2 separate regions of the Sus scrofa genome follow, and region 2 is linked to region 1. A link is a contact called in public Hi-C data. All regions are on one chromosome and are shown on one strand. The core of a region is the stretch at or near the end of the contact, and the rest is flanking DNA. Distances in the headings are between cores, read along the strand shown.

The links. Hi-C and Micro-C count contacts between places; a contact is called where the count stands out from the background.
Region 2: a contact with region 1 is called in a Hi-C map of liver, with 2.5 times the contacts expected there. The contact joins two enhancer-like sites. A contact is called at or near these places in 2 of 47 Hi-C or Micro-C datasets (liver and skeletal muscle).

What each region holds. Positions count from the first base shown.
Region 1 is chr4:11,775,639-11,780,916 of Sscrofa11.1, reverse strand. No RefSeq gene overlaps it. Among named protein-coding and RNA genes, the nearest start is that of MYC, 680 kb to the left of the region's middle. Within about 2 kb of position 3,621, at least 9 of the 83 cell types and tissues checked have an H3K27ac peak or open chromatin away from gene starts, as enhancers often do. A contact at or near this core is called in liver, where this site is marked.
Region 2 is chr4:12,214,622-12,219,670 of Sscrofa11.1, reverse strand. All of the region lies in intron 4 of LOC106509952 (a long non-coding RNA gene), which reads left to right. Among named protein-coding and RNA genes, the nearest start is that of MYC, 240 kb to the left of the region's middle. Within about 2 kb of position 1,495, at least 3 of the 83 cell types and tissues checked have an H3K27ac peak or open chromatin away from gene starts, as enhancers often do. A contact at or near this core is called in liver, where this site is marked.

The sequences.
Region 1 (5,278 bases), core at 2,372-4,871:
TTAAATTTGATCTTCCAAGGGCACGCTGAGTTCTCTGTAATATCTGAAACGATTAGAAATTTGTTTTGTTGTATACCGATGTGTAGCAGTAAAACTCCTCAAGTAACAAGCTGGATGAAATAAACTATTCTGGAATGTAAAAAAATAAAATCAAAGACGAAGAAACTAACATGGAAAAACATTTCTGCTCACCTGTGCTATTTCTGCTTGTCCTCTGGAGGTGTTTTCTTAATGTACTTACATAAACCTAGGTGCTCGTGAATGTCACTTTCCATACAGATGCTGCAAGCAGTAATTGTGCAGAACTGAACAGTTGAGTCACAAAGGCTTCTCTGGGTCCCAAAGCCAGCATGAGCTAAAGTCAGCCAGCAAAAGTTCTCACAACTCAAACTCATTCCAGAACGAAGTCACTGGATAATTTTAGGCACAGCCCGTTCTGGCTTTGTCATCTTCTGGAAAACAGACCTACGAGGACCTTTCCTCACACCATAGACTAGACATCCAGTCCAAAGTCTGTCACTGTACCTTAAGATGAGCTGGATTTCCTTCTGGCTGTGTGGCCCCAGCTACCACTCTTCCAAAAACGATTTGGCCCCACTCAAGTTCAATGCAGAACTTTTTCCTCCTTCTTAAGGGGCACTTCTTCTGGATTCTGGACAGCATCCATTCATGTTACAAACCACACCTACTTTGTAGGCATGTGTCTCTCATTTATTCTTTAGAGCAATCACATCATGCAGAGAATGACAGTCCCATTTCATAGATAGGAACATAGAGGGATTTGATCCCTTGGCAAAGGTGAGGGGTATTCCATGGAGTACCCACCGTGGTGCAATGGGATCGGCAGCATCTCTGTAGTGCTGGGGATGCAGGTTTGATTCCCAGCCCTGTGCAGTGGGTTAAGGATCTGGCATTGCCACAGCTGTGACAATTCCATATGCCATGGGCTGGCCGAAAGAGAACCAAAAAAAGGCCAGGGTACTCCTGTGATGTTAACTTCAATCTCCCTGCCTCCACTTTTCCCTGCTCTAACCCAGCTCTACAAATTGTCCTGATGCACGGCTATCCTTGAAGACAAATATGATTTCTACCAAGCTTTGGATAAACTTACTTCTTTTCATGATCTATTAATTTTCTCTGCCTCGATTTTCCCATCTATTGAAAAAACAAAAAGTAATAAGGCTGAGTTACCCATGTTTGGTTTGTTGAAGTAGTCTAAATTCTTCTGAATCAGGATGAATGCAAATTGCCTTGTTGTTTCACTAATTAATAGTATCTGCTTGGAAATGCAACTATTAGTGCACAATAAATGATAAGGCTGATAATTACGGAAGACAGTAATTGCTTATTTTTATTTTGCCCTTAACTTTCCTCCCACTTTATCTTCCTGAGTTATAGCTACCTCTGTAGGGGTTAACAAAACATATTAGAAAATCTAAACAATACGTTCCTTTCCCAAGGGTTTGGAAATTGATGAATCACCTTACTCTGCTTGCAGCGTTCAAACTGTGTGTTTGACACATGGCCGGAAAAGTGGGCCCTTTGAAATTCGAGCTGAGTACAGATCATGTCACCTGCCTGGCGCGTGACCTGTTCCTCTCACCACCTGACCCCCTGTGCCCAACGTCACCTGGTGCCTGAAATCTGGAAGCGGAAAGTCCTTGACTGGAGTCAGCGGAGAGAAAATTGTCACCTGCTTGGGCACAAACATGCCTGGTGACTGCGTCACTGTTTGTTAAATGGGATCAGCTAATAGTTGCACAGCGGACCTTCAAAGCCTACAATGGGGCTGATGAAGTTTCTGTAAATTCACTCTCTGTGTGACGGCCTTGGACTTTGAATCTCAAGTACACTGGGAGCATTTTGAGCTTGCCGACAGGCATGCACTCTGTTTGGTTCAACTGCAATGGAAGAGAACTGCCTTCATTTCTACCACCCCTCACCTGGACCCAGCCGCACTCTTGCCTCAAGGCTTTTGCAGTGCTGTTCCCCTTGCCTAGACACGCTTCCCCCCATGCCAACGTGACTTGCTCCAATGTTTCACTTAGCTACCGCCTCACTAATCATCTCCTTAGAGACCTTCCAATCGCTCTCTTTCTCCTTCCCCCGCCTTATGTTTCTCCAAAGCACCTGATTCCAATCTACATATTTATTTGACTGGTAGTCTCCTGGTCATCCGAGGCAGAAGCCCCATGTCTGTGTGCCCTGCTCTGCCCCCAGTGCCTGCAGCAGGACCTGATTCTGAATAAACCCTCAATAAATATTTTTTGAATAAAGGAATGAGTGAAGGAACTATTTCCCCCAATTTCACAAATGGAAAAACTGAAAAATAGAGAGAGGGAATAAACTAGACAAGTTCGATAGCCACTTAGGGGTAGAGCGAGATTTAACACTTTGATTTCCGAGTTCACAATCCCGTTATGTTTTCCTTCCCTTTAACTCTGTCCTCCAATATTCGGCAGCTAAGACGTCCCTGACTCACCATTTGCTTACCAGCCTTTAACCATTTCATGTCTGTGGATAGAACTAGAATTTTATGAGAGATAAATGCTTATGAACTCAGTTCTTATTGAATTGATCTGTTTCACAACTCTTTCAAAGGCAAAGTTAATGGGACGTTGATTAAGCTTCCTATTACATTTTGAAAACATTTTATTTGTTATGTTTTTCTTTTTATGGCCTCACCTGTGGCACATGGAAGTTTCTAGGTGAGAGGTCGAATCAGAGCTGCAGCTGCCAGCCTATGCCATGGCCACACCTAATCCAAGCCGCATTGTCACAGCTTGAGGCAATGCCTGATCCTGAACCCACTGAGCAAGGCCAGGGATCGAACCTACGTCCTCAAGGACACAATGTTGGATCCTTAACCCACTAAGCCTCACTGTTGACTCCTAAAAACATTTTAAAATATAAGTGATTATAAGCATTTATCATATAAGTGAAGATATGCATAAATTATTAAGTAAAAATAAATACTTTATTCCCATACCTAAGTAATCTTTTAAGTATATTAGCATGAATAGTTAATAATTAAAATCATGCTGTATGTAAAGTTTTCTGATGTTTTTATATGTTCCATTTTAGACATGTTCTGATGTCACACAATTTAACCTTGGCTTGGAGACTACATCTATTCCAATATCTGAGCATATCATAATTTTACTTAACATTTTTCCTGAGATTGTACCATTAAGTTTATTTCCATTTTTTTTTTATTTCTAGGCGTTAGTCCTTTTTTCTAGGTTCAGTTCTTGTTTTAACATCTTCATACTTGTCAAAACTATGCAGAAAACAAATTGTCCAACTTATTACTAAAAATGCCATAAATGGTCTAAGAAATCCTGGGTTGCAAGCTCAAAGCTCCTCTTTGAATCAGTAAACACTGACGATTTCACCACTTGCATTTCTGATCTTTGAGGCTTGGTGTGGAAGGACGGCGGGGCTGGACACATCGGCCAATTTGAGAGCAAAGAGAGGCTTGGGGAACGTGTTTATGTTTCTGTCCTAGGTGTGCAATTCTAGCCTTTGTAGCAAAGGGGACAAAAAACAAGACTCTGCACTTTAAAGACTTGGCACAAGTTGTACTAAGTTCGAGTCAGCATGACTCAGCCCCAGAGTGAAAGTCAGGTGTGCTTCAAAGTCAAGGCTTGGTCCTGCCTCCCATGACATTGGGAAGGGAAGGGCCCCAGAAGTTCTCTCTATCTGAGAACTCTCTTGTTCAAAGAAAGTGTGGCCAAACTTGGGGGGATACTCTAGCCCTAATTCCTGCTGCACACCTGCCATGCTTGGGGCCCTCCAGGCACTGCCACCTCTAGCCGTGCATCAGTGATGATTGCCACCATCAGCTGAACATCTGCTATGTGCCAGTGTCTTACGCAGGGTGCTTTCAATAGGCTCTCTTCTTTAATCCGCAAATAAGTCCTGAAGGCAAGTATTACTGGCTGCATTTTCCAGATAAAGTCACAAGTTCAAAGAGGTGAAGGGAGCTGCCCAAAGTCACATAAAGCTGGGATTTACAACGGGACTATTTGAAGTGAAACTCATGCATTACCACACACCTCTGATTCTGCAGAGTTAAGGTCTTTCTACTCAATTCCCATGACTTTCAGGACAGGTGTCATGGGATATACCATATTAGATATATCCATTTAACAACAACAACAAAAAAAAGGCTTCATGTCGGCTTTTAAAAGATAAAGTTTGGGGCATTAAAATGATTGAAACAAAACACACAGCCAAAAAAGTACAAATGAAAATTTTTATTTTTAGGCTCCCTCTAGGACTTTCCAAGAAGCTAGGTTCTATTTGTGTATTTAATTAACCTCAATCCCCAGTGGCTTCTTTTGATGACTTTCTGTTTGAAGAGCTTATAACACTGAATAGTCCTGAAACTGGGACTGATGTTGGCTTAGTTAGATTGATTACCGGGTTCTCTGGGATTACGGTTAAGATTGTATTTCTTCATTAGGTTTCCAATGAAGAAAGGGGAATCAGCGCTAAGTAAGGAAAATAAACATATCTACTCCATTCTCTGGAATCTGAGTGTTCTCCTTATCAGTAAGGAGTTTCTTTAAGTATGTCCTTCTGGCTGTTCCTTTGATTGGGTTACATACATACTTAAACAGAAAAGGGAATTAATTGCCATCTTGGTAATTGCTACACGAGTGACTTGAGGAGCCTTCTCCAGTCAGGGAGATTATGGAAGACGTCCCGGAAGTGACCCATTAAGTAGAAATCTGAAAGCCAGATCATTACAAATTATCTAGAGCAGAGTTTCTGTATCTTGGAAGTACTGACCTTTGGAGCCAGATAATTCTGTGTTGTGGGGAGCTGTCCTGTGCCTTGTAGGAAGTTTAGAAGTGTCCCTGGCCTCTACCCAATAGATATTAATAGCATGTCAATAATAGCAGTTGTGTCCAACAAAAATATCCCTGGATATTTCCAGATGTCCCCTGGGGAGAGGACAACTGATCTAAAGGGAGGTGCGTGGGGTGCAGCATTCTCAGTGGAGGACACTGCTTGTGCAAATCCAAGGCAGGAAACATGCATCTGAGGTGTTGGACAAGACTACTGTGTCCGAGCCCCAGTGGGCGAGTGGCACTCGGTGACATAAATGAGGCAGGGGTAGCCAGGTCATGCATCTCCTGCGTATAGAGATTTTGGAGGGACAAGACGAATAATGTATATAATTCTTGCATTGTGGAAGATCCATCCTTAAGAATGTACCCATTTCCCCCCCTCTAGAGTCCATTTACTGGGTTATGGTAATGGACCCACG
Region 2 (5,049 bases), core at 246-2,745, 440 kb before region 1:
ACAGGAGTTGCTATCGTGGCGCAGTGGTTAACCAATCTGACTGGGAACCATGAGGTTGCAGGTTTGATCCCTGCCCTTGCTCAGTGGGTTAACGATCCGGCATTGCTGTGGCTGTGGTGTGAGCCAGCGGCTATAGCTGCGATTCGACCCCTAGCCTGGGAACCTCCATATGCCGCAGGAGCGGCCCAAGAAATGGCAAAAAGACCAAAAAAAAAAAAAAAAAAAACAAAAACAACATTTACAGCAGTAGACTCTGAGGGGAGCAGATTTTCCCTTCCATGAGGTGGGTGGGCCTCATCCAATCAGTTGAAGGCCTCAAGGGAGAAGTACCGAAGGCCCCAAGGAAGTGGGGATTCTGCCTCCAGATGGCCTTCAAACTTGAGGTACAGCATCACCTCTTCCCCTGACCCACCCTGCGGACTTTGGACTTGTCAGCCTCCACAACTGTAGGAGCCCATTCTTTAAGGTACCTGTCTATCATTCATCTAGCTAGCTAGCTACATAACCATCTGTCTCTTCTGTCATCTATCCATCTATCTCTCTATTATCTATCTGCCTGTCATCTATATATCTATCTATTATCTATCATCTATCCAGCTATCCCTCTATTATCTATCTCTCATCTATCTCTCTGTTATCTGTCTATCACCTATCTCTCTATTATCTATCATCTATCATCTATCATCTGTCATCTATGTATCCATTATCTATCATCTATCCATCTACCTCTCTATTATCTGTCTATCACCTATATCTGTCTGTCATCTGAGCATCTAAAGAGCAAGTGTGGACAGTGAGGAGTGGTCCACGGGGCTTTCCGGCCCAAGTCCAGGGAATCAGAAACCCTATGTGTGTTTCATATTTACAGAGCACTTCCTATGTGCCAGGCATCTCTGTCACTGGAAGCTGCCTCGTCTGAAAACCAGAGCCATCCCTCTCTTTATTTGTTCTGGCAGGTTGGGAAATGTTCCCATTAGGGCCACCTATTTATTTGACTGACGTTTTGTAATTCCCGTGTCTCAGCTCGTCCAGAGTTCCGGGCTGCAGAAAGGGCACAGCCGCTCCTTCTCCAGTGGCAGAAACAGATTATTCCAGCATCTTCCTTCCAGGCCATCTTCAGTTCCCCTCACCTCCAGCCTCTTGAAGCTATCTAGAATCTCTTGATACCCAGTAATCCCGTTTATTAAAGCCTGGGGTGCTTCCTTTCTGGCGAGTGTTGGCAGCCCTAAGACATATAGGGTCATTTGAACTTGATCACTTGAAAAACCTGTGGGGCGAACAATGCAAAGTGCAGGACGTGGCGATGAATTTCCCTCACCCTCTTTGTTCCCTGTTTTGCGTGTGTGGCAGAAGGTTTAACCCATATTTTCCAAGAACTGTGTAGGTGGGTTGCTGGGGACAATTGATTTTTAGGGAAGTATTATTCCTCTGGATGTGGAAACCATGAAGCAACGAATAACATTGAGCAAGAGGTGTCCTGATGACCAGGCCTGAGCTAATTATGGTGCTGTGTGTTTGCGCCCCTGGGTCATCAGAGGCGTCCCTTCGGCCTGAGTTGGCTTTTGCTCTGGACTCAGGGTAACCCCAGGATCCTTGTTCTAGCCAGCTGTCAAGTGGATCATCTACTTTTGAAGGCTGTGATGGGTTCTGAATGTGAAGAAGTATATCGTGACAGGTGCAAGGGACACAGACCTGTGGCTGAGGAATACTGAGTTCTGGTTCCCATCCTGCCCCTGCCTTGCAGTGTGACCTCAGGCAAGTTTCCTGACCTCTCTGAACAGTGCTGTCTTCACTGGGTTGAGTTTGGGCTTGGTCATCTCTGAGACTCCAGCCAGTTGGGGTTACATAGCCCGAATAAAGGGCCACCCTGCCTTCAGCAATTCACTGGCTGTTGTGCGGGACCAGTGCTGCCAAAGAAATTTTTGGACATTGCAGTGAAATTTCTAGAAATGTAGATGTAGGCAGTGAGTTCAGAGATATTTTAAACATCCTGCAGGTGACACCTGTAGCCAGGAAGAGACCATAGGTCTTCTCAGCTTTGCAGCTCCACACGGATGCACTGCTCTTCATGCTTATCACCGGCTGGGGGCCAGGAGCTGAGGGATGTCCCTTGGATTCTTTTTGTCTTAAAATCACTACAAGTATTTTCAAGGAACCGGGGGTGCAAAGCCACGCTGGAAGCTGGGTCACAAGATCGTGGTTGCCTGGAGACCTTGATGGAAGGCCTTCCTTTCCTCGTGGGTGGAAATATCCTCTGAGACAGCAGATGCAGTCAGCTGATCTCCTTGGGATTTAGCCCCAGATCCTACCACCAGCCTTGTCCCTGGCTCCATGGGTGCTGCGGCATTCAGAGCTGGAGGAAATCAAATCAGTGTATGCATTTTTCACTCAACAATACATCTTATAGGTTTTCTGTATGAGTGTACGCCACCTCGCTTTTTTTGTTTTTTTGTTTTGGCTGCACCACAGCTGTAACCAGAGCCACAGCAGTGGCAGTACCAGACCCTTAACCCACTGAGCCATGAGGGAGTTCCAACCTCACCCTTTTTAACTGCTGTGTAGTATTCCCTAGTTTCCCCAGCAAGTCTGTATTAATAGACATTTTGCTTTTATCCATTTCCCCCTTTTATTTCTGCCTCCCCTGATGTCATGACAGAGATTTTTTTTTTTTTTTTGCTCACCTCCACAGTACAGCCCCTTCCTTCCTTCATTCCCTCTCTCTCTTTTCCTTTACTCCTTCCCTTGCATCCGTCCATCCTGGAGCCACTCATCAAACACGCTGTCCCTACAGATGCTCAGCATAAGGGGCAGAATCCTGAGGCCCTGCCGCTAGGAGTTCCCGCCCACTGGGGAAGCAGAGACTAAGCAGATTATGGAGATTCCCGGAAACAGCTTCTTCAACAGCCTTTTCTTTCCTTTTCTTGCTTTCTTTTTTTCTTTTTTTTTTTTTACAGCCACACCCACAGCATATAGAAGTTCCCTGGCTAGGGGTTGAATAGGATCTGCAGCTGCAGGCCTGCACCACAGCCACAGCAACGTCAGGTCCATGCTGCAACTTCAACTACATGGCAGCTGGATCCTTAACCCACTGAGTGAGGCCGGGGATCAAACCCGCATCCTCATGGAGACTCTGTTGGGTTCTCACCCTGCTGAGCCATAATGGGAACTCCTGAGCAGAGTTTTCAGTGCGCTCTTTCTGGCCTCGTGGAGTGTGAGTCTCTGAGGCAGGCGCCAGTCTTTTCAAAGGAGGGGTCAGCCTTTGGAGCGTTACCACGTCTCCTTCCTGGGCCCTTGCAGGACCGTCACTGGCTGCCCACCCCCTCTTACCCATTGCCGGAGTCTGCGGCTTGGCTGGTTCTGCAGTGATGGTCCTGAGAAGGGGCCAGGTCCTGTCATGGGCACGAGCAGGGCCCGGAACAAGCCTTGTCCCTGGCTCCATGGGTTGCAGATCAGAAATCAGCCTGAAATGGATGCAAATCTTCAGGTCTTCTTCCTTCAAGGAAGGCGATAAAGATACATAAAGAGGGAGTGGGGGTGGTACGTCCATCAGAGACAGAGATGGAGAGGGCAAAGAGCCGACAGGCACAGCTCCCTTATTTTCCAAGTGGGTTGAAAAGGTGTGTTTGGGGCTGGGAGCTGTGCCTGTGCTTCCCTGTCCCTTTGTCCTCTGCACTTTTGCTTCTTGCCTTGTGGGCATCTTGTCAGTGATGGCAGTACTGAGTAGTACCAAGCATCACTGAGAATCCCTGGGGAGTACTGAGCATCACTGGGCAGTACTAAGCATCGCTGAGCAGTACTGAGCATCACTGAACATCACTCACTGGCAAATGGGGTTCTGGGAATGGGAAGAATTGGTGCCCCACAACCTGCGCTGCTCTTAGTCGCATGGTCACCTGCACAAGTCGTTTACACAAGGTGTGTCTTGGTTTGGGCCTGTGTAAAGTGGGGGAAGTATCGCTGTCTTCCTTCTGGGGGTGCTGGAGAGAGTGCAGTGAGTTATGCCACGTCAAACACTTCACCTGACCAGGTAGTGATACTGGAACACCACCGTAAGCGCTCAGTAAACATCACACACACACACACACACACACACACACACGCATGTGCACACGCACGTGCACCCGCGTCTCAAAGGTCTCCTCATCCCAGAGGCCTTCCCGGCCATGCTGTGTAAACAGCAACAAGCTCGCCCGCCATCGCTCCCATTCCTCCTCTGCTGATCTCTGTAACCCGTCTCCATCTCGCCCGCTGTGTAGTCACTTGTTCATTTGCCTCTTGTTGACTCTCTGCTACCCCCACCCCATCCTGAGCCCCGCAGATGCTGAGGTCTCTGTTACTTGTATTTAATGCTTTAGTCCCTGGAGCATGAGTAGGTGCCTAGTAAATATGGGCTGAAGGGACGAGTCTCTGTTTTCGAGATGACCTCCAGGCCCAGACTCAGGCAGAGGGGTAGAATAACTTAGCCAAGATCACTCAGCTACCAGCAGTTGAGGAATCTGAAATCATTTAAATCTAATGGCTTCAATTCTAATTTATACCAGTAATGCCTCTCCACCAGCAAAACAAAATACAGAAAAGCTAAGCCTAGCACCTGCAACGTGGCAGGGATTCAGAGAATGTTAAATCGGAGTTCCCGTTGTGCCTCATCTGGTTAAGAACCTGACACTGTCTCTGTGAGGATACAGGTTCAATCCCTAGCTTGGTGGGTTAAGGATCTGGCCTTGCCACAAGCTGCAGGCGTGGGTCACAGATGCAGCTCGGATGCATGTTACTGTGGCTGTGGCATAGGCCAGCTGCTCTGATTCGCCTCCCAGCCTGGGTACTTCCATATGCTGTAGGTGCCGCTATAAAAAGAAAAAGAAAATGTTAAATAAAAGTAATACTGATCCTAATTCCTGCCACCACTGTCCTCCCTGCCCTAGGAAACCCCAGCTTTCTGACCCAAATCAGTCATGGTGGGTTCCTAAGAGGGTTCCTTGGGGTGGCACCCAGGCTGGTTGGCAGTCAGTGTGCCCGGATTAAAGTGAACCTCATGCCTTCCTAGAAGGC